Linked DNA regions of Mus musculus: regions 1 and 3 are each linked to region 2. The links are chromatin contacts, called in public promoter capture Hi-C maps. All regions are on one chromosome and are shown on one strand. Each heading gives the region's core, a stretch centred on a gene start, on an enhancer-like site or on the middle of the called end of the contact. The rest is flanking DNA. Distances are from core to core; before and after follow the strand shown.

Region 1 (4,385 bases), core at 12-2,511, 2.9 Mb before region 2:
CTATGCCCAATGTGGTTTAATCACCGAGCTCCCTGAGTCTGAAAACCAAACTCCCACTATAGCCATACATTAATGTGAACCTTCAAATTTGAGTATTTCAAAGCAAATAATGTACACAATTCAAATAGTACTTGTTTTCCCATCATGTTTTGTTTCTATGAATTCTGTTCAAAGTAACATCCTGAGAACGGGATGCTAAGAGAAATTGGGGAAGTGAACCAGTTTCCTCAAACTGTCAATTATTATACAAATCCTTTGATCAAATCAGCGCTGTGCTAAGAGTTAAAGTTATACATGAAAACAATTGTAGTCTCAAGGTAGTGGAAAAAAGACTTTTTGTCAACCGGAGTGGCGACACATGCCTGCCACATGAGCACTAGGGAAGCTGAGGCAGGAAGATTGACATGGAATTCCAGGGGAGCCTTGGATAGATACATAGTGACAGCAAGTCAGAGAATATCACTTCAAAGACAAACCAAACCAAACTATCATTTCTATCCAAATTTCAATGAATAGTTAAGAACTTTAAAAACGTTTTGGCAGAATTTCAAAACAGCGTTCCAACTTATCCTACAGGAATTGAGAAGAAAGAGCTTGTTGACCTTTTCAGAAGGGGGAAACGGCCTCCTCCTTAAAGTGTAAACTTCGCGCGCAATGTTTATCAGAATCAAGGGGAGACTTGATACTACTACAAGAAGTTTTCTAGAAGAATATTATTCCCTTGCTCATCAGGTAGGCGCAGCACTTTCTTTTGGCATGCTGTTCCTTGTTTGAAAACAAAACCTTGCAGTAGCTAGCGACTTTTTCTTGGGGTAGAGAAAGAACAAACAAACCAAATCCGTTCGGTGACCCAAGGTAAGCTAGATCATGTCAGTCCCTCGCCAGTTTCTCTTGATCATGTCTGGAGAGAGGTTCCCTCACCGGAAAGGGTCCGATTGCCCTTACAGGAAGGGTAAGCAACTCCGGAGCTCTAGGACGCCAACGCCACCACAGAGTTTGACGAAGATTGCCAGAGCGTCTGCCTGCATTTAGAACCTCTTCCTTGTTCTCTGGGCAGTAACTAGGCAACCCCAGGCCGGCTTAGCTGCTGGAACTAGGCGGCCGCCTTAGTGCCTCTGGCGGCCAGCCTGGAGCTTTGCAAGCGGCTCCCTTCCCTTTTCCCCCCTCCTTCTTTCTATGGCTCCACCCCTTTCCCCCCGCCCACCCCTCTCCCCCCGCCCACCCCTCGGCGACTTCAGCTCCTCCCTCTCCTTCTCTCTTGCTCTCCTTCCTCCTCCGCCTCCTCAGCTCTTGGGCTAGAATATCTATGGGTCGAAACGTGATGCGATGAATCCGAGAGAGACCGAAACTGGGACGAAGAGTGCGGCGGAAGCGGCGGGACTCCCAAGCATGGGGGCTTCACCACAATAGAGGCAGCGCCCCCACCCGCCCCCGCCAGCCCTCCTGAGCGAAGCCCCCAAACCCCCTCGGGAAAAGGATGGCGGCGGCACCTACCCAGATCGAAGCCGGTGGGTAGCTGAGCCGGGGGCAAAAGGGATGGGGGCTTTGCGCGACTGCTGTCAGATTTTTTTTAAAAAGCTTGTATCTCTTTTCCTTGCCTCTCTCTCAACGTCTCCCCCCACCCCCAACCCCTTCTTTAGAGCTGTATTACCTGATCGCAAGGTTCTTGCAGTCCGGACCCTGTAACAAATCCGCTCAGGTGAGAGGGAAAGGATATCTGGGAGTGTTGGGGAATGGTCCCATTGGGGAAATTGAGGCACTGGGTGAGCAGTGCAGTTGGAGGGTGAGGGAAAGGCCGGCCGCGATTACTCCTACAGTCAGCGGCTGTGTTGGAAGTGGGGAGGGAGGAATGGGTTGGCGCCCCAATCTGCTTTCACATCCCTGTGTCCCTCTTCCCCAGGTGCTAGTGCAAGAGCTCGAAGAGCATCAGGTATGGACCCCTTTTGGGAAGAGGTGGGGAGGGCTGGGGAGAACCTGGAGGAAGGGTAAGGTAGGTCAGGGGCCGAGGGCAGGGGCCCGGAGGGAGCCTTCGAGCTGGACACTTGGGGCTGTTGTCACTTGGGGTAAATCGGGTTCTTTGCTTAGAAGGGGCGGACAACGCAGGGGTCTAAACTCGCTGCCTTTTATTCCTGCGGGAGGTGTTTTTTCAGGATTTCCTTCCCTTTGGCCTGCCCCCCCCCACCCCCAACCCCCGGCACAGCGGCAGTAGCTGTCGGGACTGGAGAAATGAAAATGTTAAAGGGTCTAGGATTAGGCTCCAGGCTGGGTGCTGCTGCTGGGGAGCAGAGGCTTTTCCTTCACCCCCCCCCCTTTTCTTTTCCTCCGGCCCCCAGCTGATTCCGCGCCGCTTAGACTGGGAAGGGAAAGAGCACCGAAGAAGCTTCGAGGATCTGGTTAGTAAACTTTTCGTTTCAACTTAGCCCAACTCTTTTTCCACTCCCTCCCCACCTTGTGCCCCCAACCGCCCCTGGCCCTTCAGCCCTTAGAGCTCCCCGAGCCTGCTGTTCGGTGTTCGAAGGACTGCCCCTTCCCCCTCCCAGCGTGTCGGAAAGGGTACCTTGCCCTGCTCTAGCCTTGCTTATTTTCACCCCAAAACTTTGAAGAATGTGAGTTGGTTTTCAGAGGTGCTGTGTTGTGCTTTAGGACTGTGTTACAAACAGCGGAGAAGGCCCATTGTAGGGGGATAAGGGACAGAAACCAGGGGGTTATCTTGGGGCACGTACCAAGGACTGACGCTGGCCAATGACAGCGTTGGTAACAGCCCGGAGTTCCGGATTAGTGGAAGAAAACTGGTTTCTGGTTGGTCCTGGCTTGAAATACGGGAACTGAGGCCAGGCTTGGGTGTTTTTTTTTTTTTCTAGCTCTCTCTCTCTCTCTCTCTCTCTCTCTCTCTCTCTCTCTCTCTCTTTCTCCTTTTTCTTTCTTTCTTTTTTTTTCTTTTTAGAGTGGAGGGGAGAAGGAATTCAGAAGGGGAACTGACTCATAAGTGAGAAAAACTACATAAATAAAAATACTGAGGACTACTGAGTGAATTCCAAGATTGTTCATCTTTAGATAATGGGTTACTGAATAAAAACATTGTTATATATTTCTAATCTTAAAAAATAGCTAATTAATTCATCAGTAAACTGCATTTGTGCAAATATGTTTTCACTAAAGAAGAAATATGTATTATGACCTTTTTGGGAATAGGTGAACAGGATTTTGGGATTAGGAGACAATGGACATTTTTAAAAAAGAGAATATACTTTAGTTAAGTCTTGAATTGACTCTTGTTTTTTCCATAAATATAATTTGCAATGTAAGTGCACTTTCTGCTCTGCACTGAGACAAAAAGATGATCTTTTATATGTGGGGAAAGAGATTCTACTCTTAGCTACAGAGTTGTATGATGAAAGGAGTGATAATAAAACCTAAATTGAACTCTCTTTCCTCCAAATAAGATCCAAATGAGGAAAAGCATACAAAGTGGACACAAAGTTGGAAGAGTAGTAGACTAAGGCAGACTAAATAAAAAGAAAATAATTGAAAGTTTGCTTGTCAGTAGAAAACAGTTAAATTGCTGTGATGTTAATTTTGAAAACTTTGAGTATTATAAGAGTGAAGCCACATTATTACAGAAGCTACTGAGTTTTCCCTAATATCTTGCAAATCCAAAAATGGTTTAATTGTAATAAGAGTGAATGCCACCACCAGTATTATTAATGGTAATAATTTCTCAGATGGGTACAAATTATTTTTGAATACCTGTTACTACTTTTAATTTTCAGCCTGAAGTTTTGTTTTTCTTCTTTCTGTTGTTGTTAGACATAAATCCTACTTGTATCACAGAAGGTAAATTCGAAGTATTCACTAATACATGTTTTAGTATCAAACTACTGATAGCTGTTTGAACATAGTTTTAATATCTGGGTGTATGAGAAATGATTTTGTGTACTTTTTTCCTTTTCCAGCTTATATATGGATAGGCAGGTAGATCATTTTTAAGCAAATGAGAAAAGGAAACTTAAAAATGAACTTGATAGAAAATTGAGTAATTAAAAATGGTCTCCTTACCACACACTTTAAAAGGTGGTTTTCTAGTCATTTTTCTTAAACAGTAAAGGCAAATCTTTACACAGTTATTATCAGCATCCATCCTTTGCTTTATATTTTTCTGACAGTACTTTTGTATGACTATTGTTCTTTGAATATCCATCATGGTAATGGTAAGAAAAAGAATTAGTTGTGTTTTAAGTATTATGATTTGTCTTAATTTCCAATTGGTCATTTGAGCAATGACCTTTACCTTTTCACTAATTTTTTTTTTTACCTTTTCACTAATATTTTAACCTTTTCACTAATATTTTTACCTTTTCACTAATATTTTTGCATAATTAGGGGAG
Region 2 (4,520 bases), core at 898-3,397:
TAAGTAATATTTAATATATTAAACACAAAAGAAGAACATTATTGAACAACAGAAGATTGATTTCCACAGTTGGTAGTGGATCTTGAACATTTAAAAATTATTTGAAATGTTGCAAGTTTCTGTTCATCAAAAATGTATGCTATCCAAGAGAACTCTTTAAAATTGTGATGATGTTGACGTATATAGCTCTCCATACTTGATGGCTTCTGGGTGTGGGAGATGGCATCTGGGGGACAGGCTCAGTTTTCTTTAAAGGGCTGGCCACTGGGAGTTTGACCAGGCTATGGATAACACAAATTGGTCTTGTTTTCTTCTCCTCCTCCTCTTTCTCCTCCTCTTTCTCCTCCTCCTTCTCCTTCTCCTCCTCCTTCTGTTTCTTCTTCTTCTCCTCCTTCTCCTCCTCCTCCTCTTCCTCCTTCTTTTCCTCCTCCTCCTCCTCCCTTCCTTCTTCCAGGGAGGGCAGACTTGAGAGGACTAGGAAGTGAGTGCGATGGGGTTTCACAATGTCAAATTCCAAATAATCAATAGAAGTACTGTGAAAAGACATAAAAAAATGTATATTAGAGGCTGAAGAGACTGCTTAGTGATTATGGGCACTTGCTGTTCCCAGCACCTACATTGGGTAGGTCATACCTGCTTGTAACTCCAGTGCCAGGGGTCCAACATTCTCTTCTGCAGTGTGAGGACTTGTGTACATATATACATCCAGGCTCTCTCAAACATACATACAACATTTAAAAACCAAATCTTTATATGTTAGTTAGCCAGGTGTGATGGCATATGCCTTTAGTCTAAGTTCTCAGGTGGCAAAGGCAGTTGGATTTCTGAGCTGAAAGCCAGCCTGATCTACAGAGCAAGTTCCAGGAGAGCCAGGGCTGCACAGAGAAACTCTGTCTCGGAAACAAACAAACAAACAAACAAACAAAAACCTAGTCTGATTGTTGGAATGCATTGTTTGAAAAGAGACTCTTCTCTTGTCATTCTAGTCCAAAACTGCAACCCTGACATCTAAGCATGACCAAAACTGTTGCATATTTCAGGAAAAATAAACAGAATGAACAAAATAAAGGGAATGAACATGTGTTCCAGAATAAATGTGGGCACAAAGTTGGAAACTTCAAATTTAGAAAACTTATTTGTGATTTGCAGAGATTATGAATGAAAAATGAAATGAGGGGGAAACGATTTGGATCAGTTGGTAAGTGAGATATACCCCCAATCATATCAGATTGAACTAATGGCTGACCTGTGTGTGACAATTTCAAGATTGTTCAATATCAAAAGAATTAGATGTCAATGTCCAGTTGATCATATATATATAAATACCTGTAAGTATCCTTAAGTATGATGGGGTACACCTGTCTTCTAAGCACTTTGGGAGGCTGCAAGGACAGTCCAAGTTTGAGGCCAGCCTCATATACATGTTGAGTTGCAGCCTAGTCAGGACTGTATAGCTAGAATTTTTCTCATTCTCTTTCCACAAAAGGTAAAAATTCACACGTGTAAGCGTTGGCAAGCTGAATATTATAATGAAATATATAGAAGAAAAATTAAGAATATTATAAAATAGGAAAGAAAATATTTATATTTTGGGTGGCTATGGAGATTAATGATTAAGAGTGTGCATGTGGGGGAGGGGTTAGGACATAGCTCAATGATAGAGTATTTGCCTAACATGCACAAAGCCTTGGGTTTAAAACAGCATAAGAATGTATGTCCACCCTCCCCGCAAGGATGGATGTTTGGCTGAATGTGGAACTTGTGCATTGGTATCCTCACCCATTAAAATGTTAGGTCTGCCTACTTTGGATGGTTCAAGCATGAGATTAAGATAAAGGATCTGTGTAGTGGTCGACATATAGTAAATTCTCAATAAACGTAAATGGGGTGTCATTGTTTCACCAATTATGTGGAAGTAGAGAGGTTGGACCAAGAGCGCATTTTCAGGATAATGTCAAGATACATCCCTGACACTTTGAGGTCAGCAGTAACTGAACTGGACCCCACTAAGAAGAGGTGGAGGGGATCAAATGACGTCGACCGCCTTAGCAACAGGCTCCCAAAGAAGGTGAATTTCCGTAGCCAATAAGACACTGAGCTCTGGCAGAGGTAGCCAATAGATGACGGAAAGAGGAAGAGGGAGGACGCGCCAATTCTCCTGCCCAAGCCTCGGCCCAACAAAATGGCGTCGGCATAGGCCTTGCTTTGTTTCCGTGGCTCTTGCAGCAGCAGCAGCAGCAGCAGCAGCAGCGGTAGCGGACTCTGAGCTGGGAGGACGATCCAGCACTATCTGCGGTGACTACTAAGATCCCAGTACTTTTCGTTCAGCCACTGGCGCCGAGGAGCGCAGAACGGTACCCAAGGGGTTGCCAAGCCAAGCGGCCGTCCGAGCCAAAAACATGACCGCTGAGCCCATGAGGTAAAACGCAAGCCCTTGTCACGGGCCCCGGCGTTCTGCTCCCGGGCGCCTTCCACTCGAGTGGGGTGTTTGCAAAGACGTGCGCTAGGTGCCCTAGGCCCGCGCGCGGCTTCGCGGTCAGCGGCATCGTTTTCCCTCTAGGTGAGCGGGGCTGGGGGAGCGCGGTGGGAAGCCCCAGCTGGGGCTTGGGGTGTGTGTGTGTGTGTGTCTATGTGTGTATGTGTGTGTCTGTCTGTCTGTCTGTGTGTGTGTCGGTCGGGGGCGGCATGCGGCGCGCGCGTTGCCTTTCCCGCCTCCCGCCGCTGCGGAGCCGGGAGCCCCTGCTCGGCTCACGCCTCCGTGCCCGCGGCGTCGAGGCCTGGGGGCGGGGGGTGTCGCGGGCCACCGAACGCTTGCGGTCAGTCTTTCGAATCTCGGGGCCTAGCGACTGCGTGGGGAAGGAGGGGGGAGGGGGGGGGAGAAGGTGGATGGGGGAGGGGGAGGGGCGGAGGATGGGGAGGGGGAGGGGCGGCGGGAGGAAGTGAGATCCTGGAACTAGCGAACCCCAATGGTCGCCTCCACTGGAAGTCCTCCAGCTCTCCGCGGCTCCGAGAGGAGAGCCGAGCATTGGAGGTAGGAGGGCCGGGCCCGGAAGGTACCTCTAGAAGGTGCCTTTTCGCCCCCCGACTCCAGATCCTGGAGGGTTATCTTGGGGACCCCTGGGCGGCTGAGACGGAGAGCGGGCAGCCCAATGCGGGCTTTTGCTTTCTGAGAACAGCGGCCGACGACTTTGCAGGAGAAGTCCGGTTTTTGACGGGACATCGGTTGTTGTTACCCCCTGCGGTTTGGGACACGTTCCGTGAAGTAGTTAGATCGTGCTTTTATTTATTTGTTCCACGAGGCATGTGGAGCGGGTTAACGGGGATTCACCAGAAGATTTATTGCAAAGGTAGAAGAGAGCCCAGGCCCGATGTTAGCGATCAAATACGTTTACGATTCAGGCTGTTTTTCCACGCGTTTCTGATTTGCTTTTTGATTGTTTGGAGTAGTTAATCTGAAATGGATTCCGCTTTTATGCAGATACCTTGCTTTTTTAGGCAGTTTGATATTTGACCTTTTATCCCAAGATTGAATTCGGTGATTTTTCTTCTCGAATGAGATGCAAGCTTGGTGAATAGTGGCAAAACGAAATTATAGGTAGCGTGGATCATAATTGCATCTGTAATTGGCAAAATGTGCCGTTGGGTGACTAGGACATCATGGCTTTGAGCACTTTAGATTGTAGAATTTGAGAACGAGCCTATCCGATTATTTTCTACCTTAGCAAACAGTGCATCGATGCTCTCTTTACTTAGGGAAAATATACTTCAGTTCTGTTTGTTTGTTTGTTTGTTTGTTTTTCGAGACAGGGTTTCTCTGTGTAGCCCTGGCTGTCCTGGAACTCACTCTGTAGACCAGGCTGGCCTCGAATTAAGAAATCCGCCTGCCTCTGCCTCCCAAGTGCTGGGATTAAAGGCGTGCGCCACCACGCCCGGCTTATACTTCAGTTCTTAAAATACAGGCACTTAGTTGTGTAAAGATCATTGTCTTCCTTTATGAATTTGTGTTAACTGACCCAAGTAAAACAAATCTTTTTTTTTTTAAATGGAATATTGAGCAGTATTGGCTGGTTAATACCAGGCATTCATGCTCATTTACTTACAGTTCAGTATGACTTCTAGGTTTTACTTCATGTCTTAGTTGTCTGTATTTAAAACCATAGTTGCTTCTTTGTGGATGGTGAAGCTGGATACTGAAGGATTTGAAACCAGCCTGACTCAAAGCTAAAAATCTCCAAACAGAAAACAGGTGTTGCCTGTATCCTCTACCTATCAGGAGGCTGAGGAAGTTCAAGACCAGCCTGCTCAACATCGGATGGCTGTTGCAAAAGGAAAAATACATAGGTTGGATTTGGATTTTCATCCTTCCTTTCTTGCCTTCATTTTGAGATATGTAAACCAAACTGGCTTTGAACTGAAGGGTAATCACAAACGTCCCAGGGCTGGCATTACAGGTGGCACCATGCTGAGTTTTGCGAGGTTGGAGATTGAGCCCAGAACTCTTATATGTGTTAAGGAGGCAT
Region 3 (5,034 bases), core at 1,036-3,535, 2.4 Mb after region 2:
TAAAAACAAAACGAAAACTGCGCTGTTTTGTCTGGATGGTGTTTTCTTGGAGTCATTTACTGCAGTCTTTCTGACTCCTTATCTTCATAGATGCCTGAGCATTGAAAGAAAGGGCTTGATGAAGACATCTCATCTAGGACCAAGTGTTCTAAAGTCTCTTACTCTCTGCACATTGGAAGACCATTTCTTAACTCCCATTTCTGTTTCTTGCTGCTTTGTAGTGGGTCCTTGTTTCTTGACCCATTATCATCATCATCTTGTTCTTCCTTCTTCTCCTCTTTGAATTTGCATGGAGAATTCCTCAAGATTACTATTTTACCCCAGGTGCATTTTTAATCTTAATGTTAAGAATATGCAATGAGGCAGGCAGTGGTGGCACACACCTTTAATCCCAGCACTTGGGAGGTGGAGGCAGGTGGATTTCTAACTTCGAGGCCAGCCTGGTCTACAGAGTGAGTTCCAGGACATCTGGGGCTATACAGAGAAAACCTGCCTTGAAAAACAAAACAAACAAACAAACAAAGAATATGCAATAAATTACCTAGTTAAGTGTACAGGAATGGAGGTGTTTTTTAGAAAAATATTTATTTAATGTGAGTACACTGTCGGTCACTGTTCAGATACATCAGAAGAGGTTAGATATCGGATCCCACTACAGATGACTGTGAGCCACTACGAAGTTGTTGAGAATTGAACTCAGGCCCTCTGGAAGAGCAGTCAGCACTCCTAACCACTGAGCTATCTCTCCAGCCCAGGAACTGAGTTTTAGCACATATCCCTTCATGCTTTCTTGTGATAAGACTAAAAAGTGTCCCCGAAACCTGACATACCTTGATGTACACGGTGTGAGAAAGAATGATGAGGTTTGCAAGAATTGGGACTAAGTAAAACACAGAGACTAAATTTAACTCTTTAATTTGATGATTCTCTCTAGCATCCCCACAAAAATGATACACTGGCTTGCATAATCTGTGACCAGTACCTCGCAAGTTCTAAATTCTCTTTGTACAGCTCATTTAGAAGTTCTCGTTTATACAAAGCCATATCCATCGTGGAGCCAGGTGCTCTTAGCTGTGAAGAGCCCTTCCTTGGGTCTTTTTTCCCTAATATGTCCTATGTGACTTCTCACTGGTGATGCTTTTGGTGTGCTTGTTACTCTGATCCTGATCGCTCTGTCAACTAAAGTTAGACAAAGTAACCTTTACTTCTCAATTCAGATAGGAATCCTTTTGCACTCCAAGTTTGGCTTCAGATGCCTTGGAAAGATTCATGCTGCCACCTGCTGGTTTATTCAGTCTGTGTGCATCATTTATTTACTTGTTAATTTGTTTTTCTTTTGTTGAAACAGTTTATTTTGTAGCAGATATTTTTCCATCCCTACCTGAACCACCTCAATAGTAAGATTAGTGAATTGCTGGCACTTTGATCGTCCATAAGCAAACCAATTTTGTGTCCTTTATTATTCATGGGACGCCTAAAGGGAACTTAGAACAGACTGTGAATTATTTGTCAGCGTGAATCAACGAGACAACAATATCCTTTGATTTTCTAATACCCAGGGTGTCTGATCTCTTTCATGTGGATATTCATAGTTTGACAGTTAACAAAATTTGACAGTTCTTTTAAGTTAGCAGTGTCTCTGGGGCGAGTAAGATACCAATGAGCTATTATTCCCTCAGGCTTTGCTTTGGCATTTAGGAATTATTTTTCATTACTGCTAGCGAGTAACGTACTTCAGTGCGTTTTTGTCCCAAGGTATGGAGTCACCAGGTTCCCAGAGAAAGACTAAGATGCCAATGACCCAAAACTATGAGCGTAAGCCCACCAAATCGGTCACAACTAATACTCTGATAATTTAGGAACCAAGGAGCCATTTTGTGAGGCATTTCTACCCTTTCCTCTCCTCATCTGAGGTCGCCAACTAATGCAGAAGAACTTCTAGTGTCCAAGACGCGGAGCGATACATGGTTTGTCCAAGTAGAAGATATATTGAAATTTTGCATAGACAGGTGTGTGACCTAATGTACATTATTTAATGTTTATGTGGAAGTTCTACATAAACGTTTTTAGCTGTAAAATAGGATAATCCTTCATTATCGCGCAAAATAATGAAATTCACGCGTCATGTCACTGAGCTTACGTACCTCCATCTTTATTCATTTTAATTTTTTTATAATATAGTTAGACCTAAAGGTCCAATAAGATGTCAGAATTGCAATCTTTGTGGCCACTCCTCTTCTGGTCTCTCCGCCTTCAGCGCCGCGGATCAGTTAAAGGCGTGCAACGGCTTGCTCCAGCCATGTTTGCTCGTTTCCCGTGGATGTGCGGTTCTTCCGTGGTTTCTCTCCATCTAAGGAGCTTTGGGGGAACATTTTTAGTTCCCCTACCACCAAGCCTTATGGCTTATTTAAGAAAACATATCAAAATTCCACGAGATTTTTGACGTTTTGATATGTTCTGGTAAGATTTTTTTTTTGACATGTCCTCCATACTTTTTGATATTTGTAATATTTTCAGTCAATTTTTCATTTTTAAGGAATATTTCTTTGTTGTGCCTTTTGGTTGATACTTGTGTGTGTATGGTGGACTTACCTTTCTTTCATTGTTTATATATTCTTGCCCATCGGGGCCACGGATACCTGTGTGTCCTCCCCGCCATTCCATGCCCAACGGGGTTTTGGATACTTACCTGCCTTTTCATTCTTTTTTTTTCTTATTATTTTTTTTTCTAAACTTGCCCATCTGGGCTGTGGATACCTGCTTTTATTCTTTTTTTCTTCTCCTTAGCCCATCGGGGCCATGGATACCTGCTTTTTGTAAAAAAAAAAAAAAAAACAAAAAAACCTTTCTCGGTCCATCGGGACCTCGGATACCTGCGTTTAGTCTTTTTTTCCCATGCCCAACGGGGCCTCGGATACCTGCTGTTATTATTTTTTTTTCTTTTTCTTTTGCCCATCGGGGCTGTGGATACCTGCTTTAAATTTTTTTTTTCACGGCCCAACGGGGCGCTTGGTGGATGGAAATATGGTTTTGTGAGTTATTGCACTACCTGGAATATCTATGCCTCTTATTTGCGTGTACTGTTGCTGCTGATCGTTTGGTGCTGTGTGAGTGAACCTATGGCTTAGAAAAACGACTTTGCTCTTAAACTGAGTGGGTGTTCAGGGCGTGGAGAGCCCGCGTCCGCCATTATGGCTTCTGCGTGATACGGCTATTCTCGAGCCAGTTACGCCAAGAATTAGGACACCGAGGAGCACAGCGGACTGGATAAAAGCAACCAATTGCGCTGCGCTAGCTAAAGGCTTTCTTTATATGTGCGGGGTTGCGGGATTCGCCTTGATTTGTGGTAGCATTTGCGGGGTTGTGCTAGCCGGAAGTAGAAAGCCAAGGAGTGCTCGTATTAGTGTGCGGTGTTGCGCGGAAGCCGCAGAGGACTAGGGGATAGGGCTCAGCGTGGGTGTGGGGATTGGGCAGGGTGTGTGTGCATATGGACCCCTGGCGCGGTCCCCCGTGGCTTTAAGGGCTGCTCAGAAGTCTATAAAATGGCGGCTCGGGGGCTCCACCCGAGGCTCGACAGCCCAATCTTTGTTCTGGTGTGTAGCAATGGATTATAGGACATTTAGGTCGTACAGGAAAAGATGGCGGCTCAAGTTCTTGGTGCGGTATAACGCAAAGGGCTTTGTGTGTCACATGTCAGCTTCATGTCTGAGTTAGCCTGGAGAGGTGGCACATGCTCTTGAATGTGTCTAAGATGGCGGAAGTCATGTGACCTGCCCTCTAGTGGTTTCTTTCAGTGATTTTTTTTTTGGCGGGCTTTAGCTACTTGGCGGGCTTTGCCCGAGGGTACACTTGGTGCATTATGGTAGGGTGTGGTTGGTCCTACCTTGTGCCACTCGAAGCTGAGGCAAGGCTAAGTGGAAGTGTTGGTTGCCACTTGACGTAACTCGTCAGAAATGGGCACAAGTGTGAAAGTGTTGGTGTTTGCTTGACTTCCAGTTAGAAATGTGCATTATTGCTTGGTGGCCAGGATGGAATTAGACTGTGATGAGTCACTGTCCCATAAGGACGTGAGTTTCGCTTGGTACTTCACGTGTGTCTTTAGTCATCATTTTTTCGAAGTGCCTGCCCAGGTCGGGAGAGCGCATGCTTGCAATTCTAACACTGAAGTGTTGGATGATGTCGGATCCGATTCGAGAGACCGAGGCTGCGGGTTCTTGGTCGATGTAAATCATTGAAACCTCACCTATTAAAAGAAAGAAAAGTATCTAAGGCCATTTCAAGGACATTTGACTCATCCGCTTGCGTTCATAGTCTCTTACAGTGCTCTATACGTGGCGGTGCAAACTAAAACTCAGCCCGTTCCATTCCTTTGTATTGTTCAGTGGCTAGTCTACTTACACCTTGGCCTCTGATTTAGCCAGCACTGATCTCAAGCGGTTCTCTAAGCCTACTGGGTATAAGTGGTGACTTTGGCCAGAGTCATAGTGGATCACAAATCACTGGTGAAGAGGTAGAATCCTACCTTCTTCCAAAATCTACCCCATGACTATTGCTGGGGTTGCATTTTGATTTCAATGAATATTTTGGATGCCAACGACACGTCTGATAGTGTGCTTTGCTAGTGTTTGAATTTAAAACCGAAGTGATTGTTTTCAAAATGTATTTACGATTTGCTTACTTGTTGAATTCATTTTAATTACCTTTAGTGAATTGTTACTTTGGAGTCCTTAAAGTTTTCAATAATTTTTTTGGCAGATGATACTCAAATTACTTGGCACTTAAATGTACTTTCTTTCAAACTCATCCACCGAGCTACTCTTCAAATTTTTAAGTCTTATAACACAGATACTGTTAATGTAAAGTGAACATTATGACTGGATGTCAGGAGTATTTGAGGTTCTATACCAGTTCAGGCTTTGCTTTTGTTGCTATTGTTGATGCTATATTGACTAATGGTTTTACTTGTCAGCAAGAGCCTTGAATTGTAATGCTCTGTGTCCTCTATCAGACTTACTGTTATAATAGTAATATTAA

What was found. Promoter capture Hi-C pulls out the DNA fragments that hold promoters and counts their contacts. Capture Hi-C pulls out chosen DNA fragments and counts their contacts.
Region 1: a contact with region 2 is called in a promoter capture Hi-C map of pre-B cells, with 7 times the contacts expected there. The contact joins the promoter of Brwd3 here to the promoter of Atrx in region 2. A contact is called at or near these places in 2 of 39 promoter capture datasets (erythroid cells and pre-B cells) and 2 of 9 other capture datasets (adipose tissue and liver).
Region 3: a contact with region 2 is called in a promoter capture Hi-C map of liver, with 3 times the contacts expected there. The contact joins the promoter of Xist here to the promoter of Atrx in region 2. A contact is called at or near these places in 2 of 39 promoter capture datasets (hippocampal neurons and pre-B cells) and 2 of 9 other capture datasets (adipose tissue and liver).

The regions. Positions count from the first base shown.
Region 1 is chrX:108,831,222-108,835,606 of GRCm38.p6, reverse strand. Brwd3 (bromodomain and WD repeat domain containing 3) reads left to right here and starts at 1,261. Exons shown (of 41, transcript NM_001081477.2): 1 at 1,261-1,508; 2 at 1,641-1,699; 3 at 1,901-1,930; 4 at 2,334-2,393. The coding sequence starts at 1,478. It overlaps 2810403D21Rik (RIKEN cDNA 2810403D21 gene), which reads right to left and starts at 1,129. Exons shown (of 5, transcript NR_015493.2): 1 at 922-1,129.
Region 2 is chrX:105,926,999-105,931,518 of GRCm38.p6, reverse strand. It overlaps Atrx (ATRX, chromatin remodeler), which reads left to right and starts at 2,147. Exons shown (of 35, transcript NM_009530.2): 1 at 2,147-2,419. The coding sequence starts at 2,400.
Region 3 is chrX:103,480,484-103,485,517 of GRCm38.p6, reverse strand. It overlaps Xist (inactive X specific transcripts), which reads left to right and starts at 2,285. Exons shown (of 8, transcript NR_001570.2): 1 at 2,285-5,034. It also overlaps Tsix and the pseudogene Gm14861.